Linked DNA regions of Zea mays: region 1 is linked to region 2. A link is a contact called in public Hi-C data. All regions are on one chromosome and are shown on one strand. Each heading gives the region's core, a stretch centred on a gene start, on an enhancer-like site or on the middle of the called end of the contact. The rest is flanking DNA. Distances are from core to core; before and after follow the strand shown.

Region 1 (4,338 bases), core at 691-3,190, 490 kb before region 2:
ATTAACAAATTTCACGGTGTATTCCTTCCTTTCCTTGTGCCTTACTGCACCACAATCAATCCAACTCAAAAGTAATAGGTGACGGTAGCTACTTTATTACATCCTGCCTTGGTCTGTCGGCAATTATGTGAAAACTGAAAAGAAAAAAGCAAACCTCAAGAGATTTAGTCGCTGGTTAATTCACCCCATAGACCCACTTCTCCGCATTGCTGGTATAAGAGACCAGCTCCTTGGGTTCAAACCACAAGGCGATCTCATCCTTTGCTGTCTCCGGGCCATCACTTCCATGAATGATGTTTCTGGTGTGTTCATAACAAGCTTGTGAGTTTGTTGTAATAAGCTTGCATGATGCGAAACGCAAACCTCAAGAGAAAAGGTAAGGTACCTAACCTTCCCACAACAACACCAAGATCGCCCCTGATGGTTCCTGGTTCAGATTTCTGTGGGTCTGTGGCACCAATTAGTTTTCTCCCATACTTGATGACACCCTCTCCTTCCCAAACCTAGAGAAAATCAGTCACCTTTTGTTGTCCATGTATGTAAGCACAACTCTTTCTGTAGGGATGTTCGTTCCTTCTTACCATTGCAAGTACAGGGCCAGAGCTGAGGAAGTCACACAACCCGTTGAAGAAAGGCCTTTCCTTGAGATCATGGTAGTGCTTCTCAGCGAATCCTTTGGATGGGACAATCAGCTTGATGGCAACAAGCTTGTAGCCTTTTCTCTCGAATCGGTTCACAATCTCAGAAATCTGAATAAACAGAGCAGATGTCTGAAGAAATTCCAAATAATAATTGCTATATGGTCAAGAACAGAGTGCATGCAAACTGAAACTGGTTATTAGGATTGCATCTGAAGAAACTATGGTGCTGTGACAGTTGCTAGTACTGACCAGGCCTCTTTGGACGCCGTCGGGCTTGATGGCGATGAAAGTGCGCTCCATCTGGAATCACAGCAGAGGAGTGTTGTGAGCTTGAGAAAAAAAAAGGGAGAAAATTTCTGTCACTAGGATGACAAAATCACATGGGAGCCCACTCGATCATTTTGAGCTGGCCTACCCCCTGCCTGACATATAGCCCAGAATGCGTGAAAAAATAAAAATAAAAAGAAGAGAATGAGGGATCCAGGGTAGGTACCTCTGCAGCATGAGCCTCCTGGTCCTGGAGCATGTAAACTGCATGAGGAAAGGACTATTTGTCATTCATTTAAGCAAGCATATCGGATCAAGAGTGCTTGGGGGGGGTCGAATCTGATCGACGACTGGACTGACCTGCGGCGGGGACTGCGGCAGCGATGGCTCCCCATCCCGACGCGGCGTGGGATCCCTGCCTGTGGTAGGAGCAGGCGCTGGGGAGGATCTTCCTGCCAAAGTTGGCGAGCGCGGCGGTGCGGCCCTCTGCACATCGAGAACATCAAAGACGGATAAAATATATAAAAAGCTGAAACCTTTGAACAATCAATCACATCATATCAAAGACGCGGCGTGATTTGGTTTGGAATGGATTAGATTCCATGACATTCCACAGGGGTCCAAGGGCCAAGGATACATACCGGCGGCGAGGACGGAGAAGGAGGAGCGTTGAGAAGCGGAGAGGACGATGGACCTGGCGGCCTGGAAGAGCTTCCTGGAGGCGCTCCCGCTCATGGTGTGGTGGATTCAACGACGAGGAGGCTAGGGTTCCGGATGGGCTCAGTGATGGGCGCTGGGTGCTGCAGCTATCACTCCCACTCCTCCCAATTAATTAATAATAGAAGGGATGATCCACGCGTTCGTTAGCCGCTGCGGCAGGCAAAGCGCGCGATGCGATGCGATGCGATGCTCGACCTCTGCTCTGCTGTCCTCCCTTTCCCTTCTCACCGCCACTGGAAGGAAATGCCGATCGTCGGTGCATGCCTCTCCGTTATTGGCGTGGCTCGCTTAAAAAACGCAAAGGTTTCCGTTGGACTGGACTGGACTGGACTGGATCGGATCTCACTCCTTCCTTCGCAGACTCGTCTCTCCTTCTGACACCAACAGATCGGAGTCCCCATCTCCCTCTTCTTCCTTCAACGCAGCAGATTAGGAACGCTCACACCATTAACACTATCGATCAAAACTGAGTTAGGGAGCACTAAATAGGCCCGGGCGAAATAAACCAAAGCTGAATAACCGAACCAAATTAACCGTCAGTAATTTTAGTTCCATGTTTGAAATAATTAAGATAATTTCAATTATAGATCTCAAAAAACTGAATTAACCAAAAAAAAATCGAAATACAATAGAAGTCCAATAGACCAATAGAATTTTAGACATAACTCAATATAACCCTCCCAAATTAACCGTCGGTCCCTGCATCGAATTTGCTGGCGATTGAGCTGTTATGGTTGAGCTGTTTAGGGTGATTGGGTTTGGCACCACAAATTGGGAATCTGTCGGGTCTGCCCTTCACAGCAAAGACCGATCGTGTTTAGGTATTTGATCTGTGCTGCATCCACGCTCTCTCGGTGCGTTGCCTCTCGCCTCTTGTTCCTCTGCATTGTGCACGTGGTGATTGGATCGCTTATGGTTTTTTGCTGACGGCTCCGATGTTTTCTCCCCTTTTTTTACCTCAAGGAGATTATGAACGACCTCAATTGGATTGCCATCACGCTAGCTGGTCTCGGCACCATGTAGACATGCCTATAAGCCTTTCATTGTTTCACGAAGATTTCATTTGACCTTTTATATAATCTCTACTACCTATTAAGACGGTAAGGGGTAGGCTGCCTCATTCCGTGTTCTGTCATTCTCATTCCCATTCCTCTCATTCCCCCTCCCTGCAAAGGGCATTCACATTTCCATTCCGTGTCTTTCTTATTCTCCCTCCCACAAAGCCTATTCTCATTCCCACGTGCATCCCACGCCTAGCTAAAATTAAATTAAAAAAACAGGCTCCAAGGGATTCGAACCCGCGACCTCTCAAATAAATGTGTTTGTAGCTACCACTACACCACATGTGTGTTTATATCTACATCTATTATAGTAAAAACATATAATACATCTCTCCCGAAGCCTACATGCTACCCTTGCACAATGTGTAGTAGTAGATAAGTATCACTGAGATTATTAAATTATATTTTTGGATTGAGGGAGTAGTATTTAAAGAAGAGCCTTGCATGCAATTTCTTTTGTTTGAATAATGTTTTCAACTTAAATATTTTTTTGCATGTGTAACATTTATTCTTCGTAATATTTTTCCATGGATCTAACTTATAAATCATTTTCATAAACCAATGCCAAAGGTGAATCCATGTTTCTTACTTGGAAACCCCGAACAAACACCAATAGCACGAGGCGCTCACGTTGGCGTCGCTCACCGACGACGAGAAGAAACTTGGCGACTGCCAGTTCGACCTCTGGAAGCAGTCCTACATGGCCCATGCGCCGCTGTGTACGGCAAGCTCCGGCGCAGCCGCCGCTTGGACGTGGTCCAGAGCGGCTGCACCGCGCTGTCCATCGTCAAACATGGGGACCTCATGGTCGTCGCCAATGTCGACGACTCTCGGGTTATTCTGGGCATCGCAACCTACGACGACGCCATCACGCCGTCTAGCTCATTATCCACCTGAAGCCTAACCTGCCACGTAAGTCGCTAATGATCGGCCATGAATTCTTGTGCGCTGGAATGACGACCATTGTTTTTGTTGTGTGAGTGTCCTCGAACAAGATGTATGTAGAGGAGTAGCACATCCGGTGGTGCAACGACCAGGTGTACTACCTCGCTGATGAGCCCGGGGTGCACTTCATTTGGCAGCCCAGACAAGAGTGATCGGTACTCACCATATCGCGCGCGTTCGACGACTATTATATCAAGGATTGTGGCGTCATCTCGACACCGGAGGTGAGCAGAGGTGGACCGACAACAATGACCACTCGCCATCGTCGGGGTACCTTTTGTGCCGGCCTGCCTTTAATTCTCTTCGCAAACACACACTTGCATTTTTTGTTTAAGCAAGCGTGTATGGTGGTGCGTGCCTGATGACTAACGATGTACGATGGAACTTCTACCGGCAGGTGTGGCACGTGCTCTTCAATAATGAGACCATGCAAATCATGACATATATCGAAGTCTGCATGATACTGATGGTTGCAATGTAGCAGTGAAACAACTAAATTAAAATAACAAAATTTATGTATGGCTAGGATCACAAATGGATTATGAAATATTTTCTTATAACAATATAAGACACATTTTGTATATAAGTTATCATGGTATTATATGTTCCCGTTGCAACGCACGGGTACTGACCTAGTAATAATCTTTAAAGCACCATGGTGATTTCGTTGGCTGGTGTTCATGCATTTTGGTTGATTTTGTCTT
Region 2 (4,184 bases), core at 846-3,345:
GTCAGTTTACCCAGGTCATCAACATTGAGCTGGATCAGATCATCGAGGTAATACATTTGTTTGATTCGTCCTTTGCACATTTGCTTGCTTAGTTCAGGAACGAATTGCAAGGTAACACATCCTTGTAATTAATGCAGGCATGTAAGTTTCTGGATGAGAAGTGGTCACCCAAGTTCACTGTGATTGTTGCTCAAAAGAACCACCACACCAAGTTCTTTCAGACGGCATCACCAGACAATGTTCTTCCTGGTAATATGTTTATTTTTGTCATACTAAAGGGAGTGTGGTGAGATGCGGTGACAATAATAAATGTGTTTGTTTGTTACGCAGGAACTGTGGTGGATAGTAAAGTTTGCCATCCTAAGAACTTCGACTTCTACATGTGTGCACATGCTGGGATGATTGTGAGTTGATCTCAGAATTGAGCAAAAAGATGCTGCTGTCTTGTTCTTGTCTCTGAATCCTAGATGGTTCTTCGTCTCAGGGAACAACAAGGCCGACCCACTATCATGTTCTGCACGACGAGATAGGTTTCAGTGCCGACGAGATGCAGGAGTTTGTTCATTCGCTCTCTTACGTGTAAGTAGTAGTAGTAAAATGCTGTTTTGGCTGTGTGTGTGTGTGTGTGTTTTGTGCTTACGCTGCGTGTCCTGCTGTGCAGGTACCAGAGGAGCACGACAGCCATCTCAGTGGGTAGGCCGCTTGAATCTAAAGCCATCTTGTGCAGCACAGGGACAGCAGGTTGATTTTTTTCTAGTGTCTGTTTTTGTGTTTGCAGTTGCTCCAGTGTGCTACGCCCACCTCGCTGCAGCCCAGGTGAGCACGTTCCTGAGATTGGAGGAGATGTCAGACGCGTCCTCCAGCCAGGGAGGAGGGCATACCTCGGCTGGCAGTGCTCCTGTGCCGGAGCTGCCTCGCCTGCATGACAAAGTCAGGAGCTCCATGTTCTTCTGCTAGCTGATGTGCGTGCGCATCAGGATCGAGCTCCATGTTTTGTGTTAGTAAGGCCTAGTTAGTAAGGCTGTAGAAAGAATGTTTAATGTTTGCATGCTAAAGTCCAAACAATCAAAACCACTACTATATCTACCAGAGCACTGATCGATCAAACAACAAGAGTCAGCATCAATCAATCAAAACCACCACTATTCTATCTACCGATCAATCTACTCTATACCTGAAGCACTCACTCGCTCGCAAACAACCAAGGGATCATGGATCCTTGAGTAGCTCCATTGTCCAGTCCCTGACCTTGACGAAGCATTTCATGGACAGCCTCTCGTACGCCATCTCGTACATCCGGAGGTTCATGTAGGCGAAGCTCAAGTAGGTGGCGATGCACTCTTGGTGCCTGTGGTACAGCGCCGGGATGGTCAGAGCGGCCACCACACTTGCGTAGCAGGCGGTCGGGAAATCTGTAACGCTGCCGACGATGGACACGCTCCACAGGCAGAGGAAGGCTCTGTAGAAGAGCAGCGAGTCCCTGCCCAGAGCGATGTCCCGGAAAGCGTCCGAGGCGGCGTCCAGAGCAGAGCGCAGCAGCGCCGCCGCCTCGTCCACGGCCTGCTGCGGAACGCGCAGCTCCGGGACGGGAGGCTGCGGCCTGTTCAGGAGGCGCGCCGCTTTGGCCCACAGGAAGAGCACGGTGAGGAGCAGGAGCAGCACGTTGGAGGCGAGGGACACCAAGGTGTAGCCGCCGTACAAGAGCAGCCAGGAGGAGACGGTGCCCGCCAGCAGGCAGGCGCTCACGTCGGCGCGGCCCCGGCGCCACAGCAGCACGTCCCAGACTGCTGCAGCAATCCGATCCGATTCCGATCCAGATATATTAGTTAGTAGATCCAATCTCGGGCGGCCAATCCGTAATAATAATTGGCTGAGAGAAAAGGTGGGAGAGAGTACCGAATCCTCCGACGGCACATGTCCCGGCGCCGCCGCCGCCGCCGCCAACACCAACACCAGCATCCACCACCATCGTCGTAGTTAATACTAAGGGAAGGGAACTAGAGAAGGAAGGGAGGGGCCGATGCAACGGAAGAAATGGATGGAATTCGACCAACAGCTAGCTAGAGCGAAGCAGAACCCAATCCCAATCAAAACCCGAGAACGAACCTGCTTTTACTTTCCCAACCAGACGGTGGCTGGCTTGGAATCCCACTATCCCTCATTCCCTCTACCAACAGGGCACCGGCCTGGCCTCCCTCCCCAATCATCCAACCACCACCTTTTTTTTTCTTCCTTTTGCTGTGTTTTCTTACAAACTTAAATCTACTCGAATATTGATTCAAGATATTATGGAGAGTAATTGAATATTTCGATGAATCACGTCATGTATATATTTCTTAATTACAAACTTCTATCACTATCAAATAAAGTAAACATAATGCTATTTGCAATAATATATACTATGTAAACATGACTAAATCAAAATAAATGTTTAATTTAATAGTTACCAAGTTTGCAAGAAAACATTTCCTTCCAAAGCACATATCATGATGCTGGCAATTTAGTTTTATCAGCTATAATAATATCATTGACAACACATTTTGTAAGTCCACATTCTAAATAAATTCTGTACATTATAACTAAAACATTATATCATATCAGCATAAAAAATAAATTAAGTATTCTATGTTTCTATAAAACAATAAACCATGCATTGTACGGTGACTGCGTCTAGGGAAAATTATACCGCATGCTAGCAAAACGTCCTCCAGTATTTCATTAGACACATTGGTGTCAACCTAATATCCTATTTGTTGTCGTTCCAACTAACCCCCTCTTATAGTGCTACAACACTATCATCTATGTGTGATGGTTTTACTCGTGATACCTCACTTACAGGTGAAAATAAGACCCTCAAAAAGGAGGCGAATGAGCTCATTCACGTCTTAATTAAAGCCTACAGTGGTGAGGCTCACTTGCTTAAATGCTTGGATAGTCAAAGATTCTAGGTATTAGACTAAGTAACTATTCTGTTTTGCTACAAATGTATTAGACTAATGCTGAAGGGCAAATGCCGAAGGTAGGTTTCGACCAGGGCGCGCACCAAGACTTTGGTGATCATTGTGAACATGCTTCGGACGAAGCTAATTCCGAAGGTCCTATGGGCGACGACAAACTAAGTCGAGAGGAGGAGAAGGATGACTTTACCCTTGACATGTACATTAGAATGAATGTATAGGAATTAAGGATATAATTGTAATTTTACTTGAGCTATGTCTCGAGTTTATAAATAGAGAAACAGTGTCATGCACTGTTCATCTTTTTTGGGGGGAGAATACTCCCATTTATTTAGCTTCCGAAGTTACCTTCGAGATCTTATTCGTGTAAAGCCAAAGGTATGCTTGTAATTGTTTATCACATTGCCAGGAATGGAATTTGAGATGAATATGCATATAAGTTAGAGGACTTGTTCTTTATTATTTGCACTTTGTATCCTTGTTAGAGATATGTGATTTTTTTACTTGCCACCTTCTTCTCTCATATAACCTTCGGAAAGGGGTTAAATGAAGGAAGAAGCAAGCATCGTACTAGTTTATGTTGTCTTATTTTTGACATCCCGGAGGATTCAAAAGCAAGTGCCCAACACTACCTTCATCCTTGGTCTGTTATCCCAAAGAGACAACACCCAAGGACGAATGTGTCACAACCCAACCAAGTTATCGGACCTACGTATACCAATCCTTGCCTTCAAGACCTCGGATAGATATGTAAGTGAATTAGATAACTTACTCGGGGTGCCGAGTTTCGATGAACTCGTTCATTTCCAAGGACCATTCACCCGTAGTTGTAAATATTACAATAACGAGACATGAACATAAACTTTAAACACAGGAGTTGAGCGGAAGACTTTACAATAAGATAATATACATTAGCAAACTTTTAAGCATACAACCCAAGTAGTATTTATTATTACATACCCGGGTAGCATCAAGTGCTAACTTATTACAACGGTTTGGAAGAAGCCATCTTCCCGCAGCACACACATAATAAACATAAGTAAAAGTCTCCAGAGTGAGTTTAACAAAATTCAAAGGTGTTAATCATCTCTCCTGCAGCAACAATGAAAATAAAACCCTGAGTCTGAAATTACTCAGCAAGACTGACCCGACTAAAGAAAAGACTCTCAAAGACGTGCTAGTTTGTTGAGAGTCAAGGTATAGGTTATCAATGTTCAATGACTCAAG

Evidence for each region. Hi-C and Micro-C count contacts between places; a contact is called where the count stands out from the background.
Region 1: a Hi-C map of bundle sheath shows a contact between it and region 2, with 3 times the contacts expected there. The contact joins the promoter of LOC100283855 here to the promoter of LOC100284399 in region 2. A contact is called at or near these places in 2 of 25 Hi-C or Micro-C datasets (bundle sheath and tassel).

What each region holds. Positions count from the first base shown.
Region 1 is chr6:180,476,129-180,480,466 of Zm-B73-REFERENCE-NAM-5.0, reverse strand. LOC100283855 (nucleoside diphosphate kinase 4) reads right to left here and starts at 1,940. Exons shown (of 7, transcript NM_001156753.1): 1 at 1,550-1,940; 2 at 1,269-1,394; 3 at 1,135-1,172; 4 at 891-941; 5 at 582-749; 6 at 391-503; 7 at 1-299. The coding sequence starts at 1,643. The coding sequence ends at 176. It also overlaps a transcript of LOC100382313 not described here.
Region 2 is chr6:179,987,340-179,991,523 of Zm-B73-REFERENCE-NAM-5.0, reverse strand. It overlaps LOC100284399, which reads right to left and starts at 2,095. Exons shown (of 2, transcript NM_001371990.1): 1 at 1,897-2,095; 2 at 1,026-1,787. The coding sequence starts at 1,969. The coding sequence ends at 1,210. It overlaps LOC100383316 (argonaute104), which reads left to right. Exons shown (of 23, transcript NM_001361992.1): 18 at 1-47; 19 at 138-249; 20 at 331-404; 21 at 485-579; 22 at 662-693; 23 at 779-1,088. The coding sequence ends at 957.